Linked DNA regions of Mus musculus: all the other regions are linked to region 3. Evidence: chromatin contacts called from public Micro-C and targeted proximity ligation data. All regions are on one chromosome and are shown on one strand. The core of a region is the stretch at or near the end of the contact, and the rest is flanking DNA. Distances in the headings are between cores, read along the strand shown. Region 1 overlaps Pcsk5 (proprotein convertase subtilisin/kexin type 5). Region 2 overlaps Pcsk5 (proprotein convertase subtilisin/kexin type 5). Region 3 holds the start of Pcsk5 (proprotein convertase subtilisin/kexin type 5). Region 4 overlaps Pcsk5 (proprotein convertase subtilisin/kexin type 5).

Region 1 (2,954 bases), core at 196-2,695, 200 kb after region 3:
TCACTCGGGAAGCAAATATTTACTGGCAGATATACACGAATCATTCATGAAACTATATATATATATATATATATATATATATATATATATATATATATATATATATATATATATACATACATACACTCTTGGGAGAATGACTATGGGTAGGTGGCAAATAAAGATGGCTAGCGTGATGCTTCATGCTGGGACAGTGCTCTCTTTCATAATCTTTATGACATCTAAGCATGCCATCTTTAACAAGGTTGATTCTTAAACACAGATTAATTCATCTATGAAAACTATTTTTTCTTCTTTCTATAAGAGGACTGAGTCCTAAGTGAGCTGGCAGTTACTTGCTTGTATGAATGTAGCTTTCATGCTTCTGTCCCTTCTGTTATTGATAGTCAGTCCTTAGTGACTGGTCACTTTTTTGTTTATGTGAGTCCCTTGGGAGCTCCTAGGGGAAGTCCCTCCACCTTTGGTCCTGAGTGGGAGAGATCCTGTCAGACCCATGATGGCCCAAGTGAGAAGAGCAGCCACAAAGCCAAAGGATGATGTACACCATCTGCTATGGTTTTAAAATAAAGTTCTGAATAGTCTTTTCTCGAGAGATTAAATGATCTGCAGTTTTTGCAATTGGAAAAAGCCCGTCCGTGCGGGTTTTCTATTGCTCTGTCTTATCAACCACCATGTCTTTTGCCTTACCTTTCCCTACACGCTGTCCAATTGATAAGTACGAAAAATTAAGGGCAGCACCCTAATGTAGATTCACTTATTGTAAGATACCTGGAGCTGCTGAGAAGATTTCTGAAGTTTGTGACAAGCTAGGACTGAGTTAAAGCAACTCACTCAAAGCTTCAGATTCCAGGAACTGAACATAATCAGGGGAGACCCACACAAGAAGGATTCGATAGCCACAAGCATTTCTAAATATCAGGCTTAGCATCTGGGTAAAGATACCCTGTAACCAGCCTTATCTTTGCTTTTGTTGTTGTCTTAATTAAAAACACATCTTACTATTAACTGTTCTGTTGAGAAATTTCCCAAGAGCCACATTGAGCTCTATGAAATGTTCAATGGGTGGGGAACACAGATGTGTTTGATTATGGAGGTAGCATCGCAAAAGACATACCCACTCCTTTCTTTAAGCAGAGTTTCACTCCACTTACAATGTAGAAAATCCACGTGCATTGAGACATCCAGGCACAAGTGCCCAGATTCTGTGCAATCACAAGGACAAGGGACCGGACATCGCATCCATGCTCCCTGGTCTACACTCTTAAGAGTTTCATGTGTACTGTAATACTGCAGTTCAGACTTGGAATTCTGCTGAGGTTTCTGGCATGAGAAGGATGAGTGAATTAAAAGGCAATCAGGAAAGAGTTGACAAGGTTTGTGGGGTTAAGAACAGCAAAGCAGCACACATTTCAACTTGAGGCTGAGCGGACAGGGTAGGGATGTACTGTCCTTGATTATTCCCTATCGTGAAATAATTGTAACCAGACACACGGAGCAGTTACCACGGGCCTTCTGCCAGGACTGTGAATGAAAATAGCTTTGTTATGTCTACATACACGCAGACAATACACTCTGTCCTCTAGCACTCCTCAAGTTCAAATTATATAGAAGCCAATTTTCCCTAGACTCGCCTGACTTTGTACCTTAAGTAACAGTTTCAAACAGGATGACTTCCAAAGGTATCCATTATGCCTGGAAAAGCCCTGGTCAGCAGGCTCATTCACTTGAGTTGTCTTGAGGGCTAGCCAGTGTTTCCATCACCTTAGTTGTACTAACAGCACCATGTTGGAGACTTGAGCTGCTGCAAAGACAAACTGAAAACAGAAATTTCTAAGGGATTCTTACCTGATTCTTTGCTTGGCTGTATTTAGGTGTATTCTGATGCCAAGATATGCTTGCATACAGGAGCCTAGTATGGCTGCCCTCTGAGAGGCTCTGCCAGCACCTGATTAAGGCAGATGAAGTTACAGCCAACCATTAGACTGAGCCCAGTGATCCCAATAGAAGAGTTAGGGGAAGGGCTGAAGGAGCTGAAGGGGGTTGCAACCCCATAGGATAAACAACAGTATCAACTAACAGGACCCCTCAAAGCTCCCAGGGACTAAACCATGGACCAAAGAGTATACATGAGCCAGTCCACTATAGCAGAGGGCTGCCTCTTCTGGCATTAGTAAAAGGGTAGGCGCTTGATCCTATGGAGTCTTGATGCCCCCCAGAGAAGTGGGATGATAGTGGGTGGGTGGGGGAGCACCCTCTTAGAGCCAAAGTGGAAGGGGAGGGGAGGGATGTTTATGGAGGCAAGACTGGGAAGGGGGATAACATTTGAAATGTAATCAAATTAAATGATAAATAAATAAATAAATAAATAAATAAAGTGTCTTTCACTGAAAATATGCAATTCTTCCTATTACAGTATTCTCAAATAAGAATGGTCCTTATTGCTATAGCAATCTTCAAATCTATTTCTTGTACCACTGAATAAATCCTGTTTTTAAGCAACCAAACATCGGGAAAGTATCATGTTACATACATCTAATATGTGTGGGAAGAAACATATACTGTTTGGATATATATGTTTTAGATGGCTTCAAAGGAGTCTGGCCAAAGTATGGGTAACTGGCAAGGAGGGGTGGACAGAAGTAAGTAGATTTGATGTGTATTTTTGTAGGTACAAAATTACCAAACATTCAGGAAATGCGTGAGGTTATATATCCTGAGAAAAAGGAAGAAAAGCAAGCTAATGTCTAATTGCTTTTCTGAACTTAGCCTGGTGTCATTTTTAGAAATAAATACACTTGATACTTTCCCATGGGATTCTAGGAATTCTAAGAAACATAAAACCTGGTGAGACTAGATGTCCCTGGGCCTAGATGCCTTGCACTGAGAACTGTGGTAAATGTCTTGGGCAATTATTGACTGGGTTTTGTGTGCCAACTCCCACAGCAGTTATTCTA
Region 2 (3,151 bases), core at 281-2,780, 250 kb after region 3:
CGGAGGAAGTATCCCTCCTACCTAGGAAGCTCAAGAAAGGTGGTTTCTTCTGGCATTCTTTTCCTCTGACATGGTCCAAGGGCTCTATTTTATTACAGAAGCCAGTCTTTAATATCTCTTAGTATCTGACTCAGTAGAAGGGAAACCTTGTGACTGCCAATGTGGTCCTAAATCAACACTCAGTCCTGGCTTAGGAATCAAACAGTTGAGAGTTGGGGACAGGACAGGACACAAGACACAAAAAGGGTTGGAGAGAAATGAAGAAAAGCCCTGCTGTGTCCTGGTGTCTTTCATGCTGGTCTCCAAGACAATTCTTTGCCTTGAGGAATGGATGAATACAGCAGGATTTAGAAGGAGTCTGTGTTCCCAAGATTATTCCTAAGAGAGGGGAACAGTTGTCATTCCCAACATTCAGCCTGGGTTTTGAAGAGTAAAGATTCTAAGCTGAATATAGTGGTACTTGCCTGTAACACCAGCTCTAGCGAGGCTGAGATCAGAGGATTGTGAGTTCAAAGCCAACCTGAGCTACATAGCACAAACCTGTCAAAGAAAGAAAGAAGGAAAGAGGGAGGAAAGAGGGAGGAAAGGAAGAAGGAAGGAAGGAAGGAAGGGAGGGAGGGAGGAAGGAAGGGAGGGAGGGAGGAAGGGAGGGAGGGAGGGAAAGAGGGAGGGAGGGAGGAAGGAAGGAAGGAAGGAAGGGAGGGAGGGAGGAAGGAAGGAAGGAAGGAAGGAAGGAGAGAAGAAAAAGAAAGCCAGCAAGCAAGCATAGAAATTTCCAAAGAAGAGCAAAGATCACGGTTTAAAAAGAAGGAATAAACTTCTAAAGCAAAGTTTCTCTCGCAAGGTGGTTAGAGTTCACACATTCACCTCTGGTGGCAGAGGTGTTATCTGTCCTCACCCTGTCTGCATGCTTGCTAGCCTGGATGCCACTGTAGAAAACTCTCCGTGAACTTTTTCAGTCTTGTTTTGTTTGGTTTGGTTTGGTTTTTGAGATCCCTAGGACCTCACTGTATAGCCCTGGCTGACCTGGAAGTTGCTGTGTAGATCAGGCTGGCCTCGAACACACATATCCGACTGCCTCTGCTCCAGAGTAAAGGGTTGAGCCACCATGCTCAGCTGCCCCAAGCCTTTGAAGCAGTCTCTCCACCTAGGTCTTAACAGAAGCAAAAGTTCTAGCTCTGCTTAGACCCAGGGCTCTCTCTAGGTTGTTGTCTTGTGCCACCTCCCCAGACTTTCACTTTCCTTGACATTTCTCAGAGGAATTTCTTTTCACTTGTTTATCCGTTGACCACTGCAGTTCCTGGACGATCTGGTTTCTACAAAGTGCTGTACATGACGGTTACATCTGTGTGGGCCGTCTGGAGCCCCTCAACGGGTCCCTGTTCCCACTGATGGGCAGCTCCTGTGGAGAACAGCTGTTGGGAGGAGAGTGGTTTACCCAAGCTGGCTGCAGGTGCTAAGTGCTGGAGGGCACTCAGCAGTATTCAGAACTCCAGGCCAGTTTGAGCTTCGTGCCCCATTAGCCCAGAAAGCCAGCTTCCCTGGCAAGCAACTGCAGTGATTTAGTGGGTTAGAGCTACGGGTCACCAGAACTGTCCTAGGGTGAACAAATGGCCCTTTCTTGTCCTATTTCTTCCTCCTCGGCCCTCCCTGCCTCTTGGCCATATTCTCTGACTGATTTCAGAGCACGTGGCTTACTCCAGGGAGAATCTGGAGGTCAAACAGGTCAGGGTGGGGAAGCTGCTAGGTTTAGAGTCCTTTGAAAACTCTTAGATGAGAGATCTTTCAAACACTGTGCACAACATTTCCAAACAAAGCCTTGTCTCACCAAATTCTTCCATCAGCCACACTTCTTAGAATTATGCACAGCCCCTCTCCACACCTTGCCCCACCCCCATCTGACTTCCTTTTAGACTTGGCTTAATTGTCTTGGCTCTCTGTTCCAGTGTTTGGCCTCAGAATGAAAGCTGAAACTTTGGCTCCCTTTGTAAATTTGATTATGGAAACATATTTCTGCTTCTGATTATATAGTCTCAAGTAGAGAGAATTTACACTTTGTAGTCTGAAAACCCCAATAATTGTGTAAAATGTAGTAGTTATGCCTCAGTCACATTTGTCACTGCTGTCCCTAAATGTTCAATGGGAAACTGTTGATACTGGTAGACATCATGGAATATTAATGCATTCGTGGCTTGCAGTGAAAACATTACCGTTGTAATGGTCCTGCTGTGGTCACTAAGAATAAGCCTTTAGGTTTACACACAGCTGGCTTTCTCTTGGCTTTGCTAATGTCTGTGTCTGAATCTAGAGAAGTAAATTTCTTCATGAAATAGGTGCAACACCAACTGCCTCACACAAGCTTGGTGCAAGTATTGAATAAGCCAATGCACAGTAAACCATTACCCCAGGGCCTGGCATGTAAGCATTTAGCAAGTGGTGCCCTGCTTACGCAGTGCCTCTCAAAACATTCAGCCAGGGGCTTTATCAAACACAGATGCCTGAGCCCTGCTCACCAGGCCTTATTGCATGGTTCTGGGGTAAGGTCTGAGAAGCCCCATTTCTAGTAAGCTAACTGAGATTAGAGCTGCCAGCCCAGAGACTACACCTCAACCTCAATTTAAAAGATCTCCCAGGTTTTCTTGGTTTTATGTTACAAAATATCTTATATATGTGGTATTGTCCCGGATGCTGTGCGAGTAACTTACAAAGATGTTTATAATGCAAAACAGAGTCCTGCAGAAAAGCCATATACTCCATAACGAAGGCAATCTTTTGCAAGAGGATTACAAAACCAGATGTGTTTGGCAGTTAATGAGAGACTCCATAATATGCTTGTTGAAACTTTACATTTAAGGGATAAAATTTTCTTTTAGATAGTCTAAACCTCTCTAGCACCAATACCAAAATATTTCTTTTTAAAAGAATGTTTTTAAATTATTTTGTGTGTGTACGTGTACATGTGCGCATGAATATAAGTGTACATGAGAGTCAGAGATTTTGGGTTCCTTGGAACTAAAGTTAAAAGTGGTTGTAAGGTGCCCAGGGTGGGTGCTAACACCTAACTCAGGTCCTCTGGGGGAGTGGAGGTGAAGAGCTCTTAACCACCGAACCAGCTCTCCAGCCCCCAAAACATTTAAGCACTTTCAGTAAG
Region 3 (3,086 bases), core at 30-2,529:
TGTATCTGCTTTTCTCATCTACCTCTTGATCTGTAATGTATGGGCATTGTTATTTGAATTTGTTTGAAAGAAAAAAAATATAATCTATTTATACAATATGCAAAATCTATAAAATTTATGCTCCAAGGTGCTAGTAGATTTAAGCTTGCAGATATCCTTCAGACAGTTAAATCATCCTGAGATGGGTTAATCTCAGACACAGTCAACTAGTCTTTAGGAAGAATGACAAGGGATTGGAAGAGGAGAGGGATAGGATGTGAGGGCTTCGGACAGCTGCTTCTTTTAAGGTTAGGCAAACCATTTCATAAAGACCAATTTTTCTTTTTACAAGAAACTACTCTTTGGCCCCTCACCTGCAAAAGACAAGGTGGTTAGAGAAGTCTGAAGAAGGCCAGACACCATTCCCTGTTGTGTCTGAAGTCATGGTACTTTAACGCAGACTTGGTGGCATTTCATCTGACTTCCTCTGTGGTCCTTTTTATATTACTCTCCCCCTCTGCTCTGGTGACATACTTGGAAAGTTGGAAAACTCTCCTTGCTGAGGTAAATGAAGCCCTTGGAGATAAGGACACAGAAACGAATGACCGAATGGCCGCTCCCTTGGAACCCACACTTATCCGTTCTCTAGTACTGTAGATATTCATAGAAATATCTTTCCATGCTCTAAGCAGGGATTTCACCCTCCTGTGATGTTGCTGCTGAGTATCAGAATGGCTGATCTCCCAAGTCAACAGGCGACAGACTTTTGGCTTTGGCTTTTGTAAGAGTGAATGATACTTAACTGTCCTGTGTGACAGCTTCTCCGGGGAGCAGAATGCGCAAAATAAACAGTTACTGAAAAGCATAAAGAATTAGTGAAGTGAAAATCTCGATATTTGTTTTGAAATTGAGACAGGAGTGACCTTAAAATGCTCAGTCCTGGGCGTTTAGCGCCGGGATGAATGAATCTTTGCCCATACTTCCCTCTCATTATCCTGTAAATCTTAGACTTTCCAGAGTAACGGGAAATTAATTCAAATGCAGCCCGGCGGAATAAAAAGGATAGAAATCAAGACTCCGGAGGCACTCTCCTCTCAGCCCTTTGGGGAGAGGACTTCACTGGCCCGACCCTGGAGTTTACAGCAGGGAGAACAGGGAGGCGCTAGGACCTGGGTGGCTCCTGGCTGAGGCCCCGCTCGTGAGGGCGGAGGAGTAGAGGAGGAGGGAGATGTGGGAAAGGAGGGGTGCTCCGGGGGGCGGGGGAGTCATTTATGCGGAGCGGGCGCCGCTGCCGTCGCCACTCACAGTCCCGGCGCGCTGCTCGGAGCCGGAGGGAGCGCAGCGAGAGGGCGAGCGAGCGAGCGAGCGCTTGGAGCCGGGTTCAGCAGAGGGGGCGCCCGGCCGCTGCTTGCGCTCCGGCCGGTCGTTTCCACGGAGCTCCAGGGCCGGAGAGGAGCAAGAGGCAAACGAAGAGTCCAAGAGCAAAGCCGGGAGAGCCCGCGGCGGAGGCTCCAGTCCCACTCCGCCGCCTCCCGTGCAAGCCGGGGAGCGATCGCTCAACGCCCCGCCGGCCCAGAGCCCGTCACCCCGTCCCCTCTGCCCCAGGCATGGTCTAAGAGCCTGAGAGGGGCTAGCTGTTCTGCTCTGCTCCCGGGCTCTCAGCCTCCTACCGACCGCTCCCGGCTGCGCGCCCCGCCGGCCCAGGCCGGAGAAGTTAGTTGTGCGCGCTGCTTAGCGCGCGAGCCAGCGGGCGGGCGAAGGCGGCGAAGCGTCGGGACCATGGACTGGGACTGGGGGAACCGCTGCAGCCGCCCGGGACGGCGGGACCTGCTGTGCGTGCTGGCACTGCTCGCCGGCTGTCTGCTCCCGGTATGCCGGACGCGCGTCTACACCAACCACTGGGCAGTGAAGATCGCCGGCGGCTTCGCGGAGGCAGATCGCATAGCCAGCAAGTACGGATTCATCAACGTAGGACAGGTAACCAACCCCCGGTGACACAGGCTCTGCACCCAGAAGCTAGTCGTTTGGGGGCTTCTTGTCCCCTCCGCTTCGACCCCTCCCCCTTTTCCAGATGTGCTTCTGCAGCTGTGGCCCGAACTCTAGGGCGATGCTCTCTCCAACGCGCTCGTTGCACAGTCACACACATGCCCCGAAGTTGCTGGGATCTCTGTTTAATTTGTTTTTACAAGCAATGAGGGACAGGTAGGGTCTGTGGAAAATATGGAGTGCCCTTGGACAGGTTGAGACTCGCCTGGACCTTTGGACCTGGGAAGTCCAGAAGCGCTATTTAGCTTGAGGAAATAGCCCTGCGAGTGGCTGTGGCAGGGAAGGTTGAGACTTTTGGAGGCCAAGGAGTGAGAACGCCCCTGGTTCTAACTGGGAGAGAAAAGCCTGGATTAACCTCCTGGGCCACAGAATTGCTGTGCTCTGGAGGGCTTTGAGTGCGGCGTCTGGAAGGGAGGTGGTGGGGAGAGAGGAAGGGGGCGGGACACTGGGAGGGAAGCACGGATTTAGGGGGGTCCTGGCTGCTGCCTCTCTTGGCCAGGATCCAAATGTGGGCCCCCGGAGCTGGGTGGGGAGGAACCTGGGAGACATTGAAAGCGGCTGAAATGTTCTGCTCCGGGAACTTGGGAATCTTCTACTGGCGTGGAACCTGGGGTACCCGGTTGTGGCGTGTGGCAGGAATGCTTTGCTGAGGTGCCTTTGGTGGGTTTTCGTTCGATTTGCCATGCTGAGGGAAATGCCAATACATTTTATGGGACCCTTGGCAGCGCCACCGATTTGTATTCTGGCTTAAATGGCCTGGATTTCAATGTCCTCTTCCCCATGTCCCTACCAAAAACTGGACTGGAGAGGGCTCCGTTAAATGCCCCTCCTAAGGACCTCACAACTTCTTTGGAACTGATCCAGGGAGGGAGCCCTGCCGCGGCTCTGACGCGACTAGAATTGAAAGTAAAGCCAAGGTGGGAGGGCCCTAGGGGCGTTTGGGGGCGTTCACACGGTGCTTCAAGGCTGCGGGACAGGAAGGTGCCCACTAATACTGCTGAAGCACGAGGGCACAGATGGTTTCTGAGAACCGTTTCCTTAGAACTCCACACCTACGATGG
Region 4 (2,927 bases), core at 28-2,527, 150 kb after region 3:
AGGATAAAGGGCACAAGACCATTTGCCAGAATCCAGCTTTCTGATTCCAAATTGAATTAAAAAGAAAAAAAAAGGAGAGGGGAACCTAAACCACGAGCAGTACCCGGCTCCCTCTCCCCCATCAGGGCTGCGAGAGAAGAGGCAGGGAGTTTCACCAAGGCCATGGCTCCCTCATTCCTGGCCAAGGGAGCTAGGTGAAGGGCAGGGTCTCCCTGATAGTTTGAGGGGGTGAGGAAAATCAAAATAAAACGTCAAATAAATGCAAATAGGAGTCCAGCCAAGGGCCCAGCCAGAGCAGAACCTGGCTTGGGGAGGGGCCTGTGTAGGCTCATGGATCGCTGCTGCCACCATCACCACCCTGGAAGCTGGTTATTTTGCCATGGCCTTGATCGCAGCAGCTGCCTCCTCTGTCATGGCAGACAGCACTGTGATCAGGATCTCTTCTCCACAGTCATACTTCTGCTCAATCTCCTTGCCAAGGTCTCCTTCAGGCAGACACTTTGACTTCCTCTATGTCTTTCAATGTGGACTTACATCTGGCTAAGCAGGTTGTCAAATAAGATCCTTATTGCGAGATTGAGTGAACTGCATGTGCATTCTGGGGGAGTTCTTAAATGACTGCATGTCATTTAGGGCCTGGACATTTGCCTGTTGTCACATTGTGTTTATGGGAATTATCAGTTGGGAATCTGTTTTGGTGCCAAAAGTTCATATGTCATAGTGACTGGAATAAAGAAGCATTTAGGATGTGGCTAGAGACTTGCATAGAGTATCTTACATAGCTCAAAGGAGCAAGCCAATTCCTATCATAAGTGTGATTTGACACATGATTGTTTATGCCTTTTCAAGGGAGACCAACAAGTTGCTGATCTTAAGCCACAACCTGCGTAGTTTGAAGAGCCACTGCAGGAATGATTTTTGTCTAATGTGATCAACAACGTCTCTAATCAAAGTGGTAAAATGAATCATTAATATAATCCACAGGTTGATCGGTCCAGGAGTGGATCTCACCTCTGGAGACAGAGCAGTGGCTGATCCACTCAGCACTGACTCTAATCAACTTCTTTGATCCAGTCAGTAGAAGATATATCCAGGAACCTGCTTCAGTCAGCATTTGATCCAGTCATTGCTAGGATCCATTCTGTGGTTGAGACAATTATTGGCTGATGGAGTCACCTCGTAGTCTAGTTGGAGCTTGGGTGTGATCAGTAGTTGATCCACCTAGGACAGGATCCAAATCAAGAAATTTTTTTTTCAATCAGTAGTTGCCCAATTGTATGATGTAATCAGTAGTCAGTCTAATCAAGTCAGTCTTTGATTCAGTCATTGGCTGATCGAAAGAAAGGAATCCACTGAGATTGAAGCCAGATTCATTGCTTTATTTGAACAATAAAAGTGAGATTATGAAACTGCATGTAGTATATTATCTAACAGCATGTAGTCACTGGCACTCTTACGTCAGCCAGAAATGAATCATGCTTGTAGTTTTTATGAAATACCGTGAAATATGAATTTTAATAGGGTCATAAGCCGACTCGGTTTGTGAAACTTTATCGGCTGTTCCAAGGACCATTTGGAATTGTTTCATTGACAAAGCCTTTTCAAGGCCATGGTCACAATGCCAGTTTGGCTAATTTCCCTCCCTTGTTTCTACTAAGCTCTCATTCTGAGTTCCCTTTCAACATAGATTTGTTTGTGTTTACCAGATACTGTGTCACTCGTGTAGGAAATGTCAAGACTTGTGAAAATTCATTAAGCAATTTGATTGGCTTGCTTTGCCTCTGTTGTTTGTGTATTCACAAAGATGTGAAGGTACACACAGGAAAGGAAAGGGATGCTGGAGTCAGCACCAGCTTCTCACGTTTATGTTCCATTGTTGTTCTTTAACTTTCACCTCTGATGAGGAATCCAACCCAGCCTCTCACCCATGCTGAGCTCTGACTCTACCACTGAGCCACGTACTTGTAGTCTTGAACAGCTCCTTCTTATGTAGAAACTCCAGTCATTATGGAACCATAAGAGCTTCTGGGCACAGCCTGAGAGTGCTTGTCTCAGGAAAGGTCTCAAATCACCACCATTTTCTTCTGGCCCTGACAAGTGTGGACAAACCAGGGACACGTGAATATTCCACCTTGAATGTTTGTTTTATTGTTGTAGAAACCTTAGGACTTGATTTCAGGAGATCTGAATTCAAGATCTTTCCATACAAATTAGTTGTACAAATTAACTTAGAGTAGTCCCTTAACCCATAAAAATCAATTTTCCATATTTATAATTTGGAGAAAAAAATACATAGAGTACAAGAACATTGTAGAAACCAAATAAAATTAAAAATGAGGATTGTAAGAAACAATCTGATAAAATAATATTTAAAGTATTTTACTACCTTCATTTGTTTTTAAATATGTAAATTGTATATTAAGAATTATTTGTGTGTATGTGTGTGTATACATGAATTTGTGTGTATGTGAGCATATATGTATACATGTTTGTGGAAGGCAAGTATATATACTTATATAAGTTTACTGAGATCAGAATAAGAATGGTCTATCATGCGCTATGTTTTTTTTTTCTTTTTTTGAGGCAGGGTCTCTCTACCATGGATGGGCTCAGCCACCAAGACCCAGAGACCCTGTAGTCTTCACTAACTACAGCTGGAGTACAGGTGTGCACTGTCACCACCTGACTTGTTAAGTGGTACGGGGCTCTGAACCTCAGCCCTCATGATTGTGTTCTTTCCCACAGACACTGATGTTTCAATGACTATGCAGGGCATTTACTGAAGTGAGGAACCTGTATAAAGCTGTATTCAGCATCAATAAAAGAGACTTTTAAAAAGGTAGACGCGTATATGGTTTGGGGCCCTAAGAAGACTGATTTTACTTCCACCATGCCTAGAAAACAAAGACTTTAATAACTACGCTGAG

The links. A called contact is a pair of places that touch in the nucleus more often than the background predicts.
Region 1: a Micro-C map of palatal mesenchyme shows a contact between it and region 3, with 2.0 times the contacts expected there. A contact is called at or near these places in 7 of 39 promoter capture datasets (embryonic stem cells, liver, maxillary cranial neural crest and 2 more), 4 of 484 Hi-C or Micro-C datasets (muscle stem cells, palatal mesenchyme and uterus) and 5 of 130 datasets of targeted methods (craniofacial prominence, embryonic forebrain, embryonic limb bud and 2 more).
Region 2: a targeted proximity ligation map of embryonic limb bud shows a contact between it and region 3, with 3 times the contacts expected there. A contact is called at or near these places in 6 of 39 promoter capture datasets (cranial neural crest, frontonasal cranial neural crest, hippocampal neurons and 3 more), 6 of 484 Hi-C or Micro-C datasets (cerebellar granule neurons, myocytes, nephron progenitors and 2 more), 5 of 130 datasets of targeted methods (embryonic forebrain, embryonic limb bud, fibro-adipogenic progenitors and 2 more) and 2 of 9 other capture datasets (embryonic stem cells and liver).
Region 4: a contact with region 3 is called in a targeted proximity ligation map of intestinal villus epithelium, with 7 read pairs. A contact is called at or near these places in 3 of 39 promoter capture datasets (hippocampal neurons, liver and stem cell-derived epiblast-like cells), 3 of 484 Hi-C or Micro-C datasets (Sertoli cells, adipose-derived mesenchymal stem cells and muscle stem cells), 2 of 130 datasets of targeted methods (fibro-adipogenic progenitors and intestinal villus epithelium) and 1 of 9 other capture datasets (adipose tissue).

The regions. Positions count from the first base shown.
Region 1 is chr19:17,634,727-17,637,680 of GRCm38.p6, reverse strand. The region is part of intron 9 of Pcsk5 (proprotein convertase subtilisin/kexin type 5); the gene reads left to right. Among named protein-coding and RNA genes, the nearest start is that of Gm41812, 62 kb to the right of the region's middle.
Region 2 is chr19:17,589,845-17,592,995 of GRCm38.p6, reverse strand. The region is part of intron 12 of Pcsk5 (proprotein convertase subtilisin/kexin type 5); the gene reads left to right. Among named protein-coding and RNA genes, the nearest start is that of Gm41812, 17 kb to the right of the region's middle.
Region 3 is chr19:17,835,825-17,838,910 of GRCm38.p6, reverse strand. Pcsk5 (proprotein convertase subtilisin/kexin type 5) reads left to right here and starts at 1,279. Exons shown (of 38, transcript NM_001190483.2): 1 at 1,279-1,956. The coding sequence starts at 1,759.
Region 4 is chr19:17,690,346-17,693,272 of GRCm38.p6, reverse strand. The region is part of intron 5 of Pcsk5 (proprotein convertase subtilisin/kexin type 5); the gene reads left to right. It also overlaps the pseudogene Gm17819. Among named protein-coding and RNA genes, the nearest start is that of Gm41812, 120 kb to the right of the region's middle.